Regions from separate parts of the Zea mays genome. Here region 1 is linked to region 2. Evidence: chromatin contacts called from public Hi-C data. All regions are on one chromosome and are shown on one strand. The core of a region is the stretch at or near the end of the contact, and the rest is flanking DNA. Distances in the headings are between cores, read along the strand shown.

The links. A called contact is a pair of places that touch in the nucleus more often than the background predicts.
Region 1: a contact with region 2 is called in a Hi-C map of endosperm, with 2.4 times the contacts expected there. The contact joins the promoter of LOC100273880 here to the promoter of LOC103650700 in region 2. A contact is called at or near these places in 2 of 25 Hi-C or Micro-C datasets (endosperm and tassel).

The regions. Positions count from the first base shown.
Region 1 is chr3:148,313,540-148,317,966 of Zm-B73-REFERENCE-NAM-5.0, forward strand. It overlaps LOC100273880, which reads left to right and starts at 2,609. Exons shown (of 7, transcript NM_001148274.1): 1 at 2,609-2,777. The coding sequence starts at 2,724. LOC100382686 (putative thioredoxin superfamily protein) reads right to left here and starts at 2,353. Exons shown (of 4, transcript NM_001175410.1): 1 at 2,119-2,353; 2 at 1,319-1,407; 3 at 16-193. The coding sequence starts at 2,289.
Region 2 is chr3:147,969,865-147,973,682 of Zm-B73-REFERENCE-NAM-5.0, forward strand. It overlaps LOC103650700 (protein MITOFERRINLIKE 1, chloroplastic), which reads right to left and starts at 2,086. Exons shown (of 1, transcript XM_008676270.4): 1 at 241-2,086. The coding sequence starts at 1,771. The coding sequence ends at 608.

The DNA.
Region 1 (4,427 bases), core at 1,359-3,858, 340 kb after region 2:
TTTTTCAACACTTACAAAGCGATAACAAGGTTTCCCATCCTTGAATATGATAAAAGTTGGCAATGCTTCAATTCTGTAACGACTTGCAATGCTAGTGTACTTCTCAGTATCAATTTTCACAACTTGAATTTTGTCGCCTAACTTCTCACTCACTTCTTGAAGTATGGGAACCATGTATTGGCATGGACCACACCTAACAAGAAGAACAAAAACAAATGCAAATATATGTTACTGAAGTATGTAGAGGCAATGCTCATGCACAGACTGCTCATAACTAATTTGAATGATGAACTGTCTTCTTAATAAGAATGGTGCAATGGAGCTAACAAACCAATGATGCACCTGTCAGCTATGAGTTGGGACAATGTTTGTCGTTTGATGAGTACAATGTGAAACAACATTTCTGGATATGATAGAACTCAGATGGAAACAATGCACATCATCATGAACAGAACATGACCCAATTAATCATATAGTGTCGTTTTTTCTGTTAGATATCAGTAGTAATGTATGTCATCATGAACAGTGCCATAACAAATGACTGTAGAAAGCAGAGGCTTTAAAATCAGTAAGGTGCATTTGAGGTATTGCAAATATCAATTGTGAAGGAAATACAATTGAACAGGTTAGTCCACATGGTGAACACTGAACACTAAAGACAAAAGTGGAAAAACAGACCAAACTTCTAGAGGTCTTCCCCACTCGAGCAAAAAGAGTGCAAAAACTATTCAACTTTCACCAAAGTTCGGTATCTTTTCTAAAAAGTAAAAGGGTAGGAGGTGGTGGATATTAAAAAAAAACTCGGACGGGAAGGGAAAGACAGTCTTCCCGGTATTATATTAAAAAGAGACTGAAACATGGTCCAAGACGAAAAAATCCCCAAACCCTGGCCCCCCTTCACTAGCGGGCCGTCACCCCCCACTCTGCAACGGCCCAGACGAAGGGTGGACGTAACCCGGGATGGCGGGACACAGCGAGGGGATTTTTTTAACCAAGCCCGAAATTCGCCCACAAGGGGATCGAACCCGGGACCTGGAGGTCTTACTCGGAAGGCTTAACCATTACGCTAGAGGCCTTTTCGTAGTGGTGGATATTATGCATGCATTTACACAGATGATGAACATAATGCCAGTCAAAGTGCAATTTTCACCTCCCAAATGTTTGGTAGCACATTGGCATAATGGAAAGAACATGAAACACACCAAAGACCTAAAAACACAACAATAATGGAGAGAACTTATATCTAGTAGAGAGTACTGAACTAGCTCAGCATGACACCTGTCATCGCCACTTTCATTACTTCCAGTAAGTAACTTACCAAGTTGCATAGAAGTCAACTAACAATGGCTTCTCAGACTTCTCCAGCAACTCATCAAATGAAGAAAAAGTTTGCTTCTTAGCTTCCACCTATCCATCCAAAAATTAAATACAGATAAAATGTCGAAAAAATAGTAGAAATCCACAAGTTTTTAAAGTGTAAGGACGATATATACAGCCCTAATGGAAAAGGATACATGTAAGAAAACAGTTATAGGACTATAAGCGCACACAAAAAAGCTGTGTATAGTAACAGTTGTCACTTGCTCACTTCTAGAGCTACTCAATGGATGAAAAACAAAACTACATTTTCAGAAAACTGGAAAGTAACATGATAAGTATTAAAATGAAAACATCTTCAAAGCTATTACATGCCATAATTTTTTTCACCTACATAAGGTTGACAACCTAAAAAGATAAGGGGCCATTTTTCAAAAAAGTTGGATGCATCCAAGATACACCAAGTTCATACTAGTTTATTGTCTTTGAGCCCAGATGTCCTGGACTAGGAACAGAAATTTTGATACAGCAGCAGAACTAAAATTGGATGGCTCATAGTAGCTGCAAACTCCGGCAAGTGCAACGACGAGTACAGGACATAGTTCAAGCATCTGGACAGCAGCCAGTGGACCTAAATTGTCAATATCTGCCATTAATTCGGAGATGAGTTCCTATGACACATTCTACTGTAGTTTATAAAGAAACAATTCCACGATATTCTCACATACTCCATTCTAATTTCAATTAGCTGCCACTTGAAAGGCAACGCGAATCAGAGAGTACAGGTCAGCAAGGATTCACCCGTAGCGTGGCGCTCCGCCGAGAACGCGCTCCTCCCCTGAGGCCCAGGGCCGGCGGCGAGCAGCGCAGCGGCATCCATCGGGCCGGCGCCCGGCGCGCGGCCGGCTGGCACGAAGTCGGCGATGCCAGCGTCGCGCGCGCTGTGGTGCTGCCCGTAGCGAAGGCCGCCATGGGGTGATAGGAGTCGTCGAGGCGCTCGCCCTAGGTTTCTCGACGCCGGAGTGGCTCCCCTTGCCGGCTGGCTTCCTTATCTGCTTCGCCTCTCGCTCCCCTTTTCCCGATGCAGCGGAGAAAGAAGGGTGGAGAGAGCGACGACTTAAAGTCACTGCGTGATGGGCCCGACGCGCCACGTGGGCCGAGGATGCTCTGTGCACCGAGTCCACGAGCGCGGCCGCGGAAAGCAGGTGGGACCCTGGTGGCAGTGTCACCGAGACGAAACAAGGAAGGAACCAGTGGAAGTGGGATCTGGATCTCTCCTCTCTCGTCTGCACCGCGAGTCCGCGACTCCGCACCAAGCAAATCCCCTGCCCCCAAAATATTGCTAGGGATTCGAGGGGAGGAAAATCCAGGCGCCCAGGCCTGGCAATCCGTTCGTCGGAGAGGCCATGAGCTCGGCGCAGGATCCGTTCTACATCGTCCGGGAGGAGATCCAGGAGTCGGTAATGCGTACTTCCCTCTCGCTCTCTTTATTACTCTCTTATTCGTGTTGTGATTGCCAACCTTTCCTACCATCATCGAGCCGTCGTTCTGCACCGGTAGAGATTGGAAACTCGAGCGTTGTTGTCTAATCTCACCGTGTTCGCAAATTGTACCAAACTAGTAAATTGCGCGCGTCCTGCGCGTAGAAATCATTTAGATTTAGCAATAAAAAAGCTATCGAAATAAGCCTGGTTGTGAAGCAAAAGAAACTTAGAACTCTATAGGCCGAACTGTAAGGTTAAAATAAAAGTTATGTTCAGTGAAACATTCAAAAGTCTTGTGTAGTTGGGATTTGGTCTCCAAATCAGTTTTTCCATATTCAACTGGGCCATCAAAAAATAGTACTGACAACTGCTTTAACCCCAGTTAAGCCCTTCTATTGCCTCAAGATACCGCACCCAAATTTAATTGTGCAGAGACATACGCTTCTAAATTAGAAGGTCCTAATGAAAATGGACCGAATGAAAATGGAAAGAGAACCCTGTTAATATATTATCTAGGTCTATGCGATAAGCACTCTGTTTCAAAAAAAGATCCTAGGTGGTGCCTAGACAATAGGCAAGCAGCACTGTCTTTCCCACCACATAGCCGTTTTTTCAAGAGCATAACTTTATTAACAGATGTAGAGATTGCACTGTGATTCCCATTATCGACATGATTAGTAGAATTCTTATTTCCACATCCATTACTAACAGCTTCAGAATCAACAGAAGGGCAAACCACTAAAGCAAAAGGCTTTGGTTTCAGCCCATTCTTTTTTATGTAATAGAGCTGCTAGCAAGATTAGGGACTCCAGAATTTGAGAGCGTCGGAAATGAATCAGCATGACCTTCATACCCAGTGTCATCTGCACTGCTGCTTGCGATCAAATGCAGCCCACCCAGAGTTTGGCATCTTCTGTCTATGCATTTTGACAGCCATTAGAGTGTGTGGGTTATCATATTTTTGTTGTTTTAACCTGTGTGCTGTTTAAGCAGAGGCTGGAAGACGTTTCAAGGGCTTATATCACCTCGATGTAATGTACTTGGAACTATGAATAAAATCTTCATTTATTAAAAAAATGCATTTTGACAACTGGGCCACCTTCTTGATCAGTCTAGTTTTAGCGTAAACTGAAAAAACAATGTCAATTATGTGATTGCTGTCCCAAAGATGCTTGGGCTCTTCGCTCTATTTCCCACCACCAGGCACCAGTTGAGAAATCCACTGTTTTCCTATAACATGAGGGCAAAAAGATTAGATCAATTCACCCAATACATTCTGAAAATGACTAATTACTGACACTGTTTGTTTTCAGAAGCATGATCCACTTCTTCTATCCAATATATCTAAATCCAACATTATTCTGAATATTGGTGACAAAGAACGCTGCAAATTGGTAAAAGAAGGATATGGCTCACAGGGGGAGCGGGGAGGGGAATGTGAGGGGGAATAGCAGCAACGCGCGGTCGAGGTCGCTGCTCTGCGCGCCAGGGATACTGCCGCCATCGCTGTGGTCTGTCGCGGCCGGCAACAACTCCTTCGGGTCGCTGAGCAGTGCGACACAGAGCCACCTGAATCCTGCATAGTTTCGAGACCCTGCATAGTCGCCCGGCACCCCGCGGCTTGAA
Region 2 (3,818 bases), core at 836-3,335:
ACTTTAGAAGTAAAAAGAAAAAAGGCGATTGATTCCCGGCTGCACGATTGTATGGGGTAGGTCTGGAATATGCAGCACTGTACAGGAAAATCAGGGAATACAAAATAAGATAAAATGGAACTCAGTTGCAAACTGGAGAAATGATAGGCCATTGCAGAATATGCAGCACTGTACATGAAAGAACAGGAGACAGTTTACCGGCCAAGTATATCATATGAGAGCGAAAGCAACCAAAGCACGAGGAAATTAAGAGGGATCACATTAACAACAGTAACAGAAGGGGCTGGATAGCCCAGAATAACAACGGTGCTAGACAGATAAGGAACAGTTGTAGTTTCACCACCAGTGGAACAGCAGAAATACGCACAAATCGAACCAATTATGAAGAATGTATCCAATTTCCACCAGATTTGATGTCTAGTAACTTAATAGTTTAATGTTGTTGAGACTTGTGTAACTGCCATGCTGTTTCTGAAATTTACTCTATAATGGTGCATCATCTGCCAACGTAGCATACACCTAGACTAGAGTAGTACCAAGCAGCAACAGTTACCTTCCCTCCCTGGGGAAAAAGGCGCAAAAAGGAAAGCAGGCAGGCAGCAAACTCTCAAGTAGCAGCGGCAGCTCCAGGCTCCGTCTCTGGCTGCGCTGCTGCTCCAGGCTCCTTGCTCTGGCAGCGTTCAAGGTAGCACTGCAGGATGGCAAGCTTCGCGGTCTCAAAGGCACAGTAGCCTAGCGCCGCAAAGCACGCGCTGTGCAGCACCCTGGGCCCGATGCCACGGGACAGGCCGACGAGCCCCTCCTCCGCGACGACCTCCCTCATGGTCCCGAGCACGGTGCGGCTACCCTCGGCGCCGCCGACCCTGGTCATGAGGCGCGTCTTGACGACGTCGAGCGGGGTGGTGACCGCGGCGGAGATGGCCCCCGCGAGGGCGCCGCAGAGGACGCTCTCCCCGGGCGTCAGGCTCTCTCCGCCGCGGCGCCTCAGCGCGAACGCCTTGAGGTACTCGAAGGAGGAGTAGCTGAGCACGCCGGCGGGGAGGTTGCGGAGCAGCGTGGCGGCGTAGCCCGCGTAGAGGCCGAGGAAGCCGTCGGCGCGGAGGATGCCCAGGAGCACCTGCCAGGACCGGCCCGTGGCGGCGCCGGACTGGAGGCGCTGCGTGATCAGCTCCTTGGGCACCATGATGGCGGAGGACGAGACGTTGCCGCTGGCCCCCGCGAGTGGGGGCACGAGGAACGGCGGGAGGTGCGGCCGGAGCAGCGACTTGGCGAGCTCGCAGGTGCCGAAGTAGACGGCGGAGGAGGAGGCGGAGCCGAGGATGACGGCGGAGAGGCCACGGTAGAGGCCGAGGGGGCCGTCGGTCCGGAGGATGTCCAGGAACACCTGCCACGAGGTCACAGACGGCGCGGCGGCCGCCTGCACCTGGAGCCGCGTCTTCACGGCGTCGATGGGGAGCAGCGCCGCGTAAGTGAAGGCCCCCGCGGCCGCGCCCGCGCAGGCCCCGATGGCCGCGCGCGCCAGCGGGGTCGGCGGCGCTGCTGATGTGGGACTGGGGTTCGGCTTGGGTTTGGGAGTGGGGATGGAAAGGGAGGAGGAGGAGAAGACGGGTCCGGAGCCACCGGCGCCGGCGCTGGCGGGGGAGTGGAGGAGCAGGGAGGTGAGGTCGGAGATGAGGGACGGGAAGTCGAGGTCTCCCTGGGACTGGGTCTGGGTCTGGGATCGGGCCATTGCGGGAAGCGCGAGGCGGGGAGCGGAGTTGGGCGGCGGCATGCCGTCGGCTGAGTCCTAGCGGTGCGGCGGCGAGGATTCGATGCAGTTTTTAGATGGGATGGGATGGGCGTGGGGACTGGGCTGGCTAGCTGGCCAGATTGGCAGAGGGAGGGGGAATGGATCTAGTCCTGCTGCCTGATCAGGGAAGAAGACGAGACGACCATGCGGGTGGCTGGCTGCGGCTGCGGCTGCGGCTGCCACTGGAATGGAATGCTCTTGTTGTGTGCATCTTCACAGCCGCACAAGTGTGAAATTGTTGTGAACATAACATTTGGCTAAACAAACTGCGGGTTTGTTTGGAAAACCAGATCTAGAACACTTGATCCCGGTTGAAGCAGCTTCGATTGCTATTAGTGCTAAAAAATTGTTTGGTGGAGCTTCACGGCCCAACTCCTCGTCATCTTCCTGTGAACCAGGGGTATGAATGGCTAGAAATTGGAATAGACTTCATAAATGTAAATGTATCCTTAATATAATGTGTTTTAGACTAAATTTACATTTATTAATTAATATATAAATGTATCTTAAATGTATGTCTATATTTATTAATATAGACAAAAAAAAGGCTAGAAATAACTATATTTTGGGACCGAATGAGTAAGATTCATAAAGTGGATAAATAACATATCCCAAGACTTTCTTTTTGGTACAAACAATTCATGTATTGCAAAGTGTCACTCGTTGGCATCCACCATTTGTGACATGTAACTAACTAACTAAGAGCATCTCTAACAAGAGTCTCAAACATGATCCTATTTTGAAATATATGACTTATATCTAAAAAATAGCTTTCAATAGAGGTCCTATTTCTTTAAATTTCGTCAAACTGGTTTAGGTCTCGATCACTCCAGTCCTAAATATAGTAACCAGCTATTTGAGCCCTATCTGTATTTCCCACGCTGCATACCTTTCGTGAAACTTCACGCTCGCCTCCCGTGGAACTCCACATCCGGCTTCGCATCACCTATGGCTGTCGTCGTCCAAGGGACCCCCACTGCCAGCCGTAGATCCACTTGACAAGGCAGCACCTCTTGTGAAGCTTATGGATCCAATGCAGGTGCAGACAAGGGGATTTGGTGTTCGTGAAACTGCTGCCATTGGGCGACATCGATTTCGATTTTCCTTCTAATCTCGGTTTCGTTCTTTTTTTGAACGTGATGGCAGGAGCTCTGCCTATTAATTAAGAAGAATGGAATTGATTCAGGTTTAAGGAAAACTGAAAGGGAAATAGTCTTTACCATATTTTCTAATTGATTTTAGTGCTTGATGACCATCACAACCTTATGGACTAACTTGTTTGCCTAGTTTATGATTCATAGGTGCATAAGTCCACTCAACTCAGTTCTAAGTCAGAAATAGCTCAAAACCAACCATAGAGGGGTAAAACTTGAAAAATATGAACAATACCTAGTTTCACACTTTGGTCAAGTTGCATATACCTCTAAGAACCTATTTAATATATCAAGAGAGGTTGGATAGCTCAAGATCAAAGAATCATTCGTTTGGAGCCAGTTTGAGCATATAAGAATTATAAGTTAGAGAAAAGAAAAGTCCAAGAAATGAGATATAGACTAGTTGGATTGTTAGCACAAATGTTTGTCTAAGTCTTAGGAACATCCTCAAATATAGCCAAAATGATTTGAAAGAAGTTTGAATAAAAGAGGAAAATTTAGCTTGCTGACAGAGAGGCACCGGATTGTCCGGTGTGCACCGGACTGTCTGGTGGGTGCCCTAAACTTAGACAGAGAAGCAAAGCACTGGACTGTCCGATGTGCAACGGACTGTCCGGTGATATTTATAGCAGGCAACCAGCAAACTCAACAACTTCGGGATTTTCGGGAGGCAAGAGCACCAGACGGTCTGACATCATCGCAACGGTCACCTGCCAACTTAGAACTCTCACCTCCCGCGCCAGAACATAACCTAGCAGTACACCAGACATGCACTATAGGTTGTCTGTTGTGCACCAGACATGCACTATTCATTGTTCGGTGCACCACCAGCCTGACTGCTTTTGCCCACTTACTCAAATGGCTATTTGAGTGGT